2 separate regions of the Triticum aestivum genome follow, and region 1 is linked to region 2. The links are chromatin contacts, called in public Hi-C maps. All regions are on one chromosome and are shown on one strand. The core of a region is the stretch at or near the end of the contact, and the rest is flanking DNA. Distances in the headings are between cores, read along the strand shown. Region 1 holds the start of LOC123072089 (microfibrillar-associated protein 1). Region 2 holds the start of LOC123072083 (transaldolase).

Evidence for each region. Hi-C and Micro-C count contacts between places; a contact is called where the count stands out from the background.
Region 1: a Hi-C map of leaf shows a contact between it and region 2, with 4 times the contacts expected there. The contact joins the promoter of LOC123072089 here to the promoter of LOC123072083 in region 2. A contact is called at or near these places in 2 of 5 Hi-C or Micro-C datasets (both in leaf).

Annotation. Positions count from the first base shown.
Region 1 is chr3B:738,151,737-738,157,899 of IWGSC CS RefSeq v2.1, reverse strand. LOC123072089 (microfibrillar-associated protein 1) reads left to right here and starts at 2,807. Exons shown (of 2, transcript XM_044495645.1): 1 at 2,807-4,288; 2 at 4,718-5,075. The coding sequence starts at 3,087. The coding sequence ends at 4,841. LOC123072090 (a long non-coding RNA gene) reads left to right here. Exons shown (of 9, transcript XR_006434833.1): 9 at 1,616-2,190. It also overlaps the pseudogene LOC123072088.
Region 2 is chr3B:737,733,571-737,739,319 of IWGSC CS RefSeq v2.1, reverse strand. LOC123072083 (transaldolase) reads left to right here and starts at 1,609. Exons shown (of 6, transcript XM_044495637.1): 1 at 1,609-1,892; 2 at 2,997-3,168; 3 at 3,276-3,626; 4 at 3,806-3,994; 5 at 4,090-4,272; 6 at 4,398-5,007. The coding sequence starts at 1,741. The coding sequence ends at 4,646. LOC123072082 (E3 ubiquitin-protein ligase At3g02290) reads right to left here. Exons shown (of 5, transcript XM_044495636.1): 5 at 5,611-5,749.

The sequences.
Region 1 (6,163 bases), core at 1,558-4,057, 420 kb before region 2:
CGAGTCTTGACAGTTGCTGTGGTCGCTAACGCAGGCATAGTTGTCCTTGTCCTCTATGGCATGCTTACAGTTTGGTTGGTATGGAATAGACCAATCCAGTTGAGCAACGTATCGCTCTAATAACCCAGAGTAGGCGTCAATCGGCCTGAATGTTGGGTTCATATTGTAGGCGATGAAAGCTTGCACTTGTTTGGGGCGTGGAGAATCACTGATGCGTGAGATGTTGAGGGTGAACGCCCTTAAGTTCACCTGTATGCCGATGGAGCAGCATCTGATGCCAACCATGGCATCGCATGTCCCCACAGGTAGCTTCTCCATGATTTGAGCTTCCGTGCAGACGACAGTGCAGTTCCCGACCTGAACGACCGAGTTTCCAATGTACAGTGAGGCTGTGACATCGCAGCCGACAACAAACAAGGATATGTTTGACGAGCCAGAGATGGCAAAGGGCCTAGCTGGAGCTTCCCAGTGGATGGAGGAGTCGCGGACACCGGGAATCATTTTCGTCGTGTACGAGAGACTGGTGTGCAGGTAGCTGAGGTAGGGGTTGGAATCCGCAAAAACCTGAGACACCTTCAGGGTTGAGTTGTCCGTGCCCAGCATGAGAAAACTGGCGTTGGTGTGCTTGTCGACAGCACAGGTGAGATTGAAACCAGGCAAGGAGCATGAAGGATCTAGCCCGAAAGGGTAAGGTATCACATCAGAACCACAGGTATCAGAGCAGTTTCTTGTAGCTGTAGTCACCGTGGCAATTGTTGCCGGCGGCAACACAAGCACCGCAAGCACGAGTAGTGATACCATGGCCCTGCTCATCTTGAATATGTATACTCTGTTTCTCTGTTTGTGTTGGATACTACTTGTGCTTCAACTTGTTAGTGCTATATACAGTACCATTTAGCAGCCGAATGCATGTTGGGTCTCACTAGTAGCGGAAGGATTGAAGACGGGTCTCGCTGAACCACATGCGGGCTTTGGAAGAAGAGACGCCATTGTTGACTAGTCATACGTGGAAACAAACTTGTGGGCCGTGGAAGAAGGGACACCATTGTTGACTAGTTGTAGACATGTACCTTTCGGGTTGGCGCTGTCTTTGTCATAAGGTCCGTCCCCAACCTTATGAGTAATCTGGAAGCTTTTTTTAAGCAAGTTCGTACCAGTCGTCAGTCAAGGAGGGAGCTTGGGACACATCCAATTGCAGCACAGCACATGGGGGCAGTGGACCATCTGAATTACTCTATGCTAGTTTCATTATTTAGACTTCTGAATGGTGTCCAATTTGACTTGACTACTTCAGTTTGCACATGTTCTTTGGCACTTTGTTTCAGGTAATGATTTGCTTTCTTTTCTGAAAAACTGTCAGACTACCCTTCATACATACTCATAACTAGCTGTTAAGTTGAAGATAACTACTCCCTCTGTAAACTAATATAAGAGCATTTAGATCACTAAAGTAGTGATCTAAATGCTCTTATATTAGTTTACAGAGGGAGTACTTACCATCCCATACAACATTTCCTTCTGACTGACATACAACGAAATCCCTCGCACTGGTTGCTTGAAGTTTTTAAACACCATTTTTATCTTTCTGTAACAATTGCTTCCACTATTATTTCAGGAACATGGTTGTTCAGGACTTCGGACAGAAGATCATATCTGCTTGAAGGGCGGCTCCGTTGCAATTTCACCATATGCGCCTCCACAGAAAATGCAAAAACCATCTTCATATACTTACATGGTTTCCTTCTAGATCCCAAGGGTGGATTACTGTGCAAGGTAAAATGGCCGTCTGTTGGCCAACAATACTCTTATGCCCCTCTTCTTGTATTTGTTGATCTGACCTTTAACCCCACAGAGGTGCTTGTGCATCTGCTGGGGAGAAGTTCAAGAACAACCTGCTCTTTGACATCTCAACCGATTGCCCACCCATAGCTGTGGTTTTCTGTTAAATCTTGAAGTTGTAACAGATGATGATGATCCGACTCCTGAAGCTGTTTGGTGTGTTTGGTTTGCATCTGTTTGGTGTGTTTGTTTCCGAGGAGGATGCTCCGACTCCTGAAGCTGGACAGTATCCTGAAAAGATGTTATAGAGGAAGCAACCGACTTGTCGGAAACCCTTCGTAATGAAGCAGGCTATGGTGTTCGAGTGATGGTACACGTATACGATAAAATTTGAACCATTCTTGTTTTCAATCTGTACGTTCCATGTTAGTGTCGTGTCAGCATTGTGGAGGAAAGTATTGTATGCACATCATTTTCGATGGTGTTCCTTTTTTGTGCTCAAGCTGGAGATGCATTTCATCAGATACTCGCAAGCTCCCATATGGCAAAACTGTGTTTTTTTTGACGCAGAACTGTTTTTTGACGCCCGGGCAGACCCTCCTGAGCTAGACTACTGGCCTGGTGGGTGAACTAGCATCTCTTGGGCCTTAAGAAATGCCAGTCTTTTTTTTTTAATAAACATTTCAAACTAGGTAGGTATACTTTGTGGATGGCGTTTTTTTTTCCAGCAACTTGACGCAGTGAACATCAGTCAGATAGGTTTTCTCCGTTTGTAGTTTGGATGGCATTTTAAAGCTGCTTAGTTTTTTTAGGGAATTCAAAAGTGTTTGATTTTGGATTGTAAAGTAGCTGGGCCGAGAGAATTCCCGGCGGTGGGCCGCGGGAAGGTGGCCCGCTTGGTCTGGCTATAGGCGGTGTATGCGGGCTCAGGGCCCTTTTCTATCCTCAGGCGGCCCTCCAAGCTCCTCACCTCAGGCCTCAGGCGCAGGCGCCCCCGGCTTCCCTGATCTCATCCCCGCTCCGGAAGGCTCGACCTCCTCTGGCGGCGCCGCCGGAACCTCCACCTCCACCTCCACCGCCTCTGCCCCCTCCCACCCCCCACCCCCCCACCAAAGCACCGCCACAGGAGCCCTTCCGTCTCCTCCCCTCCACCGGATCCATATCAGACGCGGTTCTTTCCTTCCCTTGGCAATCAAACCCTAGCCTACTCGGATTTGTCTTCGCTTTATTAGGGTTGGACACCGCCTCCACCGCGCTCCCCCTCCCAGTCACCGCCTCAAACCGTCCAGCGGCCGAGCGCGAGCACCATGTCCGTGGCGGCGGGGGTCAGCGATGCGGCCATCGCGGTGCGCGACAAGCTGCGGGGCAAGATCGGCCAGACCAAGGTGAAGCGCTACTGGCCGGGGAAGAAGCCCGAGTGGGCCGACGAGGCCGAGGACGACATAGATCTCCGCGCGGCCAGGGTCTCCCTCGACGAGGCGTTCCCCAAGGCCGAGGAAGGGGACCGGGACCGGGACCGGCCCCCCAAGGACGACCGGCGGCTGCGGCGGCTCGCGGAGACGCGCGCGGAGAACAAGGAGGAGCTCAGGGCCGACCACCGCCGCATCCGGCAGGCCGAGATCGTGTCCACCGCCGAGGAGGAGCGGGACAGGCAGGAGGCGCAGGCGGAGGAGGAGGACGACGAGGACGCGCAGGAGGAGCGGCGGAGGAGAATCAAGGAGCGGCAGCGCCTGCGGGCGCAGGAGGAGGAGGAGCTGCTCCCGCAGGAGGATGAGCCGCTGGAGGATGACGTGCAGGAGTCGGAGGAGTCCGAGTACGAGACCGACTCGGAGGACGAGCAGATGGGCATGGCCATGGTGAAGCCCGTCTTCATACCCAAGGCGCAGCGGGACACCATCGCCGAGCGCGAGCGGCTCGAGGAGGAGGAGCGGCAGGCGGAGGAGAACATCAGGAAGAGGCTCGAGGCTAGGAAGATTGAGACCAGGCAGATTGTGGTGGAGGAGATCAGGAAGGATGAGCACATTCAGAAGGCGCTCAACGAGGATGCTAGCATCGAGGATGTCGACACGGATGATGAGCTGAACGAAGCTGAGGAGTATGAGTCATGGAAGAACCGTGAGATGGCGCGGATTAAGAGGGACAGGGAGGAAAGGTATGCAAGGTTGAAGGAGAAGGAAGAGATTGACAAGGTGAGGAATATGACTGAGGAGGAGCGCCGGGAGTGGGAGAAGAAGAACCCGAAACCTTCTCTCCAGAAGTCCAAACAGAAGTGGAACTTTATGCAAAAGTACTACCACAAGGGTGCCTTCTTCCAGGAGAGTGGTGATGACGTGAGTCAGTCAGCTGGTAGAGACGCTATATACACCCGTGATTTCTCTGCGCCCACCGGTGAAGATAAGATGGACAAGAGCATCTTGCCTAAGGTCATGCAAGTCAAGCATTTCGGGCGGAGTGGCAGAACAAAGTGGACACATCTTGTTAACGAGGACACTACTGACTGGGATGCACCGTATGTACTCATTCTTATGGCATTACTGTTTTCTACCTGAAAATGTTCAGCCGGCCTGTTTAATTATCGTCATATTGCTTATCAGTAGAACATGTGCCATCTATCCACTACTTTGTCCAGACAATGCTTACTTGCCTAAATAGAAGACACACCGTGTATGCTTTTCAGCTGAATACTAATAGCCCCTCTCTGGTCCTTCAATCGGCATGCCTGATTTGTCCCTCTTTTTGTCATTCTAGCTTTGTCGATGGTATTTATCAATTACTCCCTCCGTCCCATAATATAAGAGCGTTTTTGACACTAGTGTAGTGTAAAAAACGCTCTTATATTATGGGACAGAGGGAGTAGTTTGTTTTTGGCTAAAAAGGGCACTCATTCTGATCTTATAACAAGGATCATGGCCCTTACTTATTTCTTGTTGAATTTCAGATGGGCTACAAACGGGCCGCTGCGAACAAAATATAATGCAAAAATGGCGGGCATGAATGCACCTATTGCTAAACCAAAGGGAAGTAAGAAGATGAAGGATTGGGATACAAAGCGAGATGATTAAATGTTTGTTTTGTTGGCTTTGACCCGGTACCACTCTCCTACTACCATATGATCACTAGCTGAAAATGGTGCTTATGCAGATGTTTTATTTCTTTATGTTGATCACATATGAGACATGTGCTATCATTTAGTCTTGTACTATCTTGCAAAATGCTTTTTCGGAGAAGTATTTTGTACATATATGTTTCTGTGACTTCTCGCGACAGGCGCATCTTCTATAATATTTGCTTGAAAATTTTGTCGTTTGCTAGTCATGCTACATTTGTGTGCTCTTGAGAATCCTATAGTAACAGAATTCCAAGAAAGCCTTAATTTGTAGTGTTTAAATTGAAGAAAACATAGGCCAAAAAGGGCTCATGTGTGGCTTTATTCATAGCTGTTGGACAATATGAGATACCTGGGATTTGTGTTACAGACTAACAGATCAAATTGAGGCTATTTCTCCAGAATTCACTGCCTCATTTAGTTGCCTGTTCATTTAGTTGTTGTGTTCTTTTCCATCACCTTCATTGCTAAGGTTGGAATGAAATAAACTATTCTTACCAATCTCAGTTCAAAATTCAAATAGCCATGTAGGCTGACCAAATCCTCCCCTCCTGAACTCGACTGCTGGCCCGGTGGGGTTTGTTGCCAAAAATTGGCATGCCAATGTTTGGCATTGTGCCAAATATTGCCTACTACTCCCTCCGTCATCAAAATGGACAAAAAGGGGTGTATCTAAAACTAAAATACATCTAGATACATCCCTTTTTATTCATTTTGATGACAAGTATTTCCGGACGGAGGGAGTACTTGGTTGGTTTGTGCCCATCTCTTATAAAGTTGCCAATAGTTGGCAAGTCTTGGTATTGCCAATATTTGGCAATGGCAACATTTGGCAAGCCAAAAATTGGCGGCAAACTAATTATGCTCTAAAGCGTTGGTAGCATGTCTCGAACCTTAGGGATGTCCTTTTTAATAAAATAATACAACTTGGCGTACTTTGTGCGCTTATTATACCTCCATGGCTGCATACCTCAACTTCATCTCTTTTCTTGTTCTTCATTGGAGGATGAAATGACAGCCATTGTGCGCTTTGTCCGTTGTATGTGGATGTCATAATGGAAATTACAATATTTCAATCCTGTGGATTGTTTGTCTGTTGCTGTCTCTAGACAGGGTCGCGTTTCCGGATTGTGAAACCTGCTTATACTTTGTCAGTTATGTTCTGGACTTGTGGTACATGACCCACCCAGCTGATGTTTCTATTGCCCCCCTTCTATGTTCCCCAGAAACAGTAGAGAAGAGGGGGAAGTGCTGTAACAAGTAATGTCATCTCATCTG
Region 2 (5,749 bases), core at 360-2,859:
TCTGGAGTCTGGACGTGGAAGGGTGGGTGGCCGCGGCTGCGGTAGGCAGTAGCCGCCACCCTGCGTCTTGTTTTTTTTTTTTTTAGGATCCGCCGCCACCCTGCGTGTGCGTGTGTATCCTGCGGCTAGGTACGACGCACCTGATGAGAGAACCGGAGCCCGACGGGGCAAACAAAGCTGCTGCAGCTGCTTCGTGGACTTTTCCCGCGTCCAAGGGCCGGCGGGGCCAACTTCCCTCCGCCTGTATATCTGGGGCCGCTGACACCAGCGGCAAGACCCTATGTCTCAATACGAGGAGAGCCAGGGACCTACCTGAATTTAGGAACGTCGTGTTAATTAAGTTGCGATAATAGTACCGTACCATATATATCACCCGCTTATCTTTTGATGATGGCATTTTTTTGGGTCCGGATAAGGATAATATTGGGGTCAGGCTTAACATCGTCAACAACCCCGTCATAAACGCCACCAACCCACCATTGTGCTCCATTGACAACCTGCTTTTTTATACTCTTAGCCTCTTTTGCATTTTCACACCAATTTCGTATGATTTTGGAGAAGTACATGTATATACCAGAGGTCTATAAACCGCGATCCATCTCAATTCATTTGTTCATGACCTATCGTCGTCGAAAGTGAGACGACTTCAATTCGACATCATTTTCAACTGAGAGAGTGGTGGAGCTGCTCAATTGGCCCACATAACATGGTATGGCCTATGGAGAGGTCCATGCGCAAGAAGCTTTGCAACCGAAAACACAACAGAGGCGGTGTTGTCGTGTGCGGCTGAAACGGAAAGGAAATTCACAACATTGGATATTTCTTGAAGATCTAAACTACTTTCCAACCAAGTCGTTCCTCCGTGCTACCTATCATACTCTAGCCAACTCAACCTAACGTCGTTGTCGAGGAGAAAGTGGACAAATTCAACTACATCTCCCGCATGTTTTGTGGGACATGACACTATTCATAAGCTTTTGTTTTCTTTTTACAGACAAATTTGCCATCTTTGGTTTTACCTTAAAGCTCAAAAATAGACTATGGCATTCACCCAAAGCCATTTCTTCGTGGCACCCATTGTTGTCAATGGGGAGCCAACCACAACCCATCGTCACTCTCACTCTCAAGGAGAAAAGCGGCCAGTTCGATCCCCTGCTTCCAACTACAGCGTATCGCCATTTTCTAGAACCAAGGCGCAAGAAAAGTGGCCGATTCGATTCGATTCCCTGTCTCATGAAAAAAAATGCACTGTTTGCATTGGCTACTTGATCTTGCTGCTCTTTGCTACTGGATTGAACCAGTACACGTTGCTTACTAGCTTGGCCTCTGGCCTCCTCAATCCTCACAAGTCGTGGTTCAATTACTCAATCCTCAATGCTCAAACCAAGGAGAGGCAAAAGGGCAATATGCCACTGCAAGGCATCTCCACGACCGGATCATCGCACGTTCACATGCCTCCGCGTACACACCCCACCGGCGCACGGCTGCTCCGCCCCTTCACCAGCCCATAACACACCACAAATACCAGAAACCACAAGGGCCTAACCGTAAAACGGGGTTAGAATGGTGCATCTATTTATTGACGATGACAAGGACCAACGGCAGGAAGAAAGGAAAGACAGATCGGTGCGTGTGAGGCAGCCCCGCTCCGCTAAACCTCGCAACAACCCCCGTGGGCGACCAACCCAGCCCAGCCGCCCCCCTCTCCTCACCAACCCCCGAGCCGGAAGCAGAGCCGCGATGGCCGGCACCGTGCCCAAGCTCGCCGCCCCGAGGCCGGCGGCCGCGGGGCCGCTCCCCTCGCAGCCCCTCCGCGCCGCCGCGCTCGCCTTCGCCCCCTCCGCCCGACGCTTCCGCGTCTCCCTCGCCGGCCGCGCCAGGAGCCCCGTCATGTGAGAACACACGCACCCCTCTCCGCCCCTCCTAACCTCTTCTCCTCGCGTCGCCGGTTGATTAGATTCGTGATTTCGCTGGGGCGAGCTGCTGCGGCGGCGCCGTGGGAAGGCGACTGGCTGGGGTTGCGTCGCCGGCGAGGTTCGGTCAGATCAGAGCGGCCGGGCCGTGATTCGGGAAGAGTTTTTTTTTGGTCTTAATTCACGCTTTCACAGTTCGAATTGCGGTGGGTGGGTGGGTAGGATCGCGGCGCTGATGCTTCGCCGCCGCGTAGATCGATCGCGCGTGGCCCCGCCCCGGCCCGGCGCCTTGCTCGGATCCGCGGTGGCCTCGAGGTCCTTCCAGGGAGGCCTGGGCGGCCGTCCGATGGGGGGTGGACAGCCGGGATCGGGTGGTTTCGCGAGCCGTCTCGGTCAACTCGGCCGAGATGGCCCGTGTTGCCGTGCGCGGATTCGTCGCTACGTGGTTGAGGGCGATGTATCCTATGCAAGCGCGCCGCCGGGTTGGTTGGGCTACACGCCACAGCAGGCCCTCGCTTCTGGATTCTTCCTGCTTGATTGATGGCGATAAGCATAGCCTCCTGTTTTTCCATCTGTTACTGGCCATCTCGTATGGCTTTGCATCCTGCGTGCACTAATATTGTACACCAAGTTGCCACCACCTCATGTTCATGTATAGAAGAAAGTTCACTAACATTTTACAGTGCTCATGATCATGCATAGAAAGTTCCTTTTGCCAAAGAAAAAAGAACAGAAAGTTCTTTCTGTTTGTATTGTACTCCCTCCGTTTTTATTTACTCTGCATATCAGAGTTGACTGAAGTCAAACTTTGTAAAGTTTGACCAAGTTTATAGAAAACAATATAGACATTTATCATAATAAATCTATACTATGTGAAAGTACATTTAATAATAAATCTAATGTTGTTGATTTGTTATTGTATATCTTAATATTTTTGTTTATAAACTTGGTCAAAGTTTGTAAAGCTTGACTTTGACCAAAGCTAATATGCAAACTAAATAAAAACGGAGGGAGTATGTATGTGATGCAACAACCATTTGGATGCGATGTTGATTCTTGTCCTCCATGGAATGTGATTTTCAGTGCGATGGCTTCCGCCAAGGAAGGGAACGGTGCGGTGACGAAGAGGACCACGCTCCATGACCTCTATGAGCAACAGGGTCAGTCCCCGTGGTACGACAACCTTTGCCGGCCTGTCACCGATTTGCTGCCCTACATCGCCAACGGTGTCCGTGGAGTCACCAGCAACCCAACGGTAATCACCCTTTTACTGTTTTATTTTTCTTATATGCTTTATATGGCTTGCTCATGTGTGATGTGTCTGCAATGTTCCCTGCTGACTGTGTCCCCAACAATATGCAGATTTTCCAGAAAGCCATCTCTTCATCAAACGCCTATGACGGTCAGTTCAAGGAGCTTATATCAGCTGGGAAGGATGCGGAGAGCGCTTACTGGGAACTCGTCATAAAGGACATCCAAGACGCGTGCAAGCTGTTTGAGCCCATCTACGACGAGACTGATGGGGCTGATGGTTACGTTTCAGTGGAGGTGTCTCCTAGGCTGGCAAATGACACCCAAGGAACCGTCGAAGCTGCGAAGTGGTTACACAAAGTGGTCAACCGCCCCAATGTGTACATAAAGATCCCAGCTACAGCAGAATGTGTTCCTTCTATCAAGGAAGTCATTGCTAATGGCATCAGCGTCAATGTCACTGTAAGTGCTGAGCTCTGGCTTTGTCATCATTATCTTGTATCTCCTTGGTCGCCAACGTATCATCTGTTCTTTTTTCCCCACTGGATCGCTTACGATATTGTTTAGTGTAAACTTTGCTGTGCTTGTTATATACTTTGATGCCAAACCTATTGATCACAAGTTTATTGATGTCGCTGCAGCTTATCTTCTCTGTTGCAAGATACGAGGCTGTGATTGATGCTTACCTCGACGGGCTTGAGGCTTCTGGTTTGAGCGACTTATCCCGAGTAACCAGTGTAGCATCCTTCTTTGTCAGCCGAGTTGACAGTCTGATCGACAAAATGCTTGAGAAGATTGGAACACCGGAAGCTCTTGCCCCGAGGGGAAAGGTAGAGACAATTTGGAATTACCTGTCGCCTAGTAGCAGAACTTTCTAAATTATCATATTCAAGTTTTGACTAACAACCACCCTCTGTTCTCTCAGGCTGCCGTAGCACAAGCAAAGATAGCAAATCAGCTTTACCTGAAGAAATTCTCTGGCCCGAGGTGGGAGGCTTTGGTGAAGAAGGGAGCCAAGAAGCAGAGGTTGTTGTGGGCATCTACCAGCGTGAAGAACCCGGCTTACTTGGACACTCTTTACGTCGATCCTCTCATCGGACCTGACACCGTGAGTTTCGACAGCAAGTTCTTTTCGTCTTGTTCGTCAGGATCATAATCACCGACTTGTCATTTTTTACATATTCAGAACTTTTAAGCGCATCCTAACTTGCTTGCCACCCTTTGCACATTCAGGTCTCTACGATGCCCGACCAAGCTCTGGACGCGTTCATCGACCACGGCACAGTTGCTAGGACAATCGACGCGAACGTATCAGAAGCCGAGGGCATATACAGTGCCCTGGAGAAGCTGGGCATCGACTGGGAAGAGGTTGGCAAGCAGCTGGAGCACGAGGGCGTGAGCTCCTTCAAGGGGAGCTTCGACAGCCTGCTCACGAGCTTGGAGGAGAAGGGCAACGCCCTCAAGACCGCCGCCAACCTGTAGGCGCTAAAATTGTTGGATAGAATGGTTTGGTACCGGCGCTGGCCATCAAACGATTACCCAATAAAAATGCCAGCTTGCTGGCTCTCCCCTTCCATTCGGAAATGAAATGCTCCCAGTTATCTGGGTGAGCTTCTTTGTATTCTAGGCGTGCCTGGCTGTCATTGTGTAACTGAGGTTTGTTGCTCGCAACTGCTATCGTTTTCTGATCAATTGTTTTTGAGCAAGTGAGCCATATTTGTGTATCTTTGGGAAATGCATTTCTCCTTACTGTTGTTATCTGTATGTTCGCAAGATTACAGGAATGTTGGCAACTTTAGCTCAGTAATGTTTTGGAATATATCAGACCCATGTTCTGTTTTCATTGACGGACACTTTGATCTAACTAAACAGTAACAGTTTAACAGAAGCCAAAGTAATCTTTATGCCATTTGTAGGAACCATATATGTATGCTGAAAATTGCCCTTTTATACCGCTCACTTCAGCAAAGATCATATATTTTGAGTGAAATTTTATAACTTCGAGGACGGGAGTGGTGAATGTGAATAACTAGGTCACAACTAATGCTATCAACATTGGTCTGTCGAAGTCCTCTAACTGCAGTTTGGGAAAGTATTTCTATTACATGTATATTCTTAAACACATGACACCTTAGGCACACTTTATTTGGACAGTGGTGAATGTGAATAACTAGGTCATTGTCGCAACAATAATGAGCTAACCTAGTACTCTATTTGAGGACCCATTAACTCATGAACAAAAACTTTTAAAGCATTCCCTCCAGACAGGAATATAAGTCAGGTACTTGATTTTAGGTCGTCCATTTAACGAGCGAAACATGTGTAATATGCCACACACTAACCAATCGAAAATCTAAGGCCCACGCCCGACTTATATTCCCATCCGCAGGGAGAAATACTATCGAACTCCATCGCTGAACTGCCATTCAACAATATACACACGAAATATCCAGTAAGACTTTTTGGTAGATTGATTTCAGTACACACAAGTCGGTCTCGAGAACGAGACAGGTTTCAGACAGCAAAGAACTACGGTATTATTTACAGGCTCCAGCATCCCATGCTGTAGATACTTCTTCCCTTTA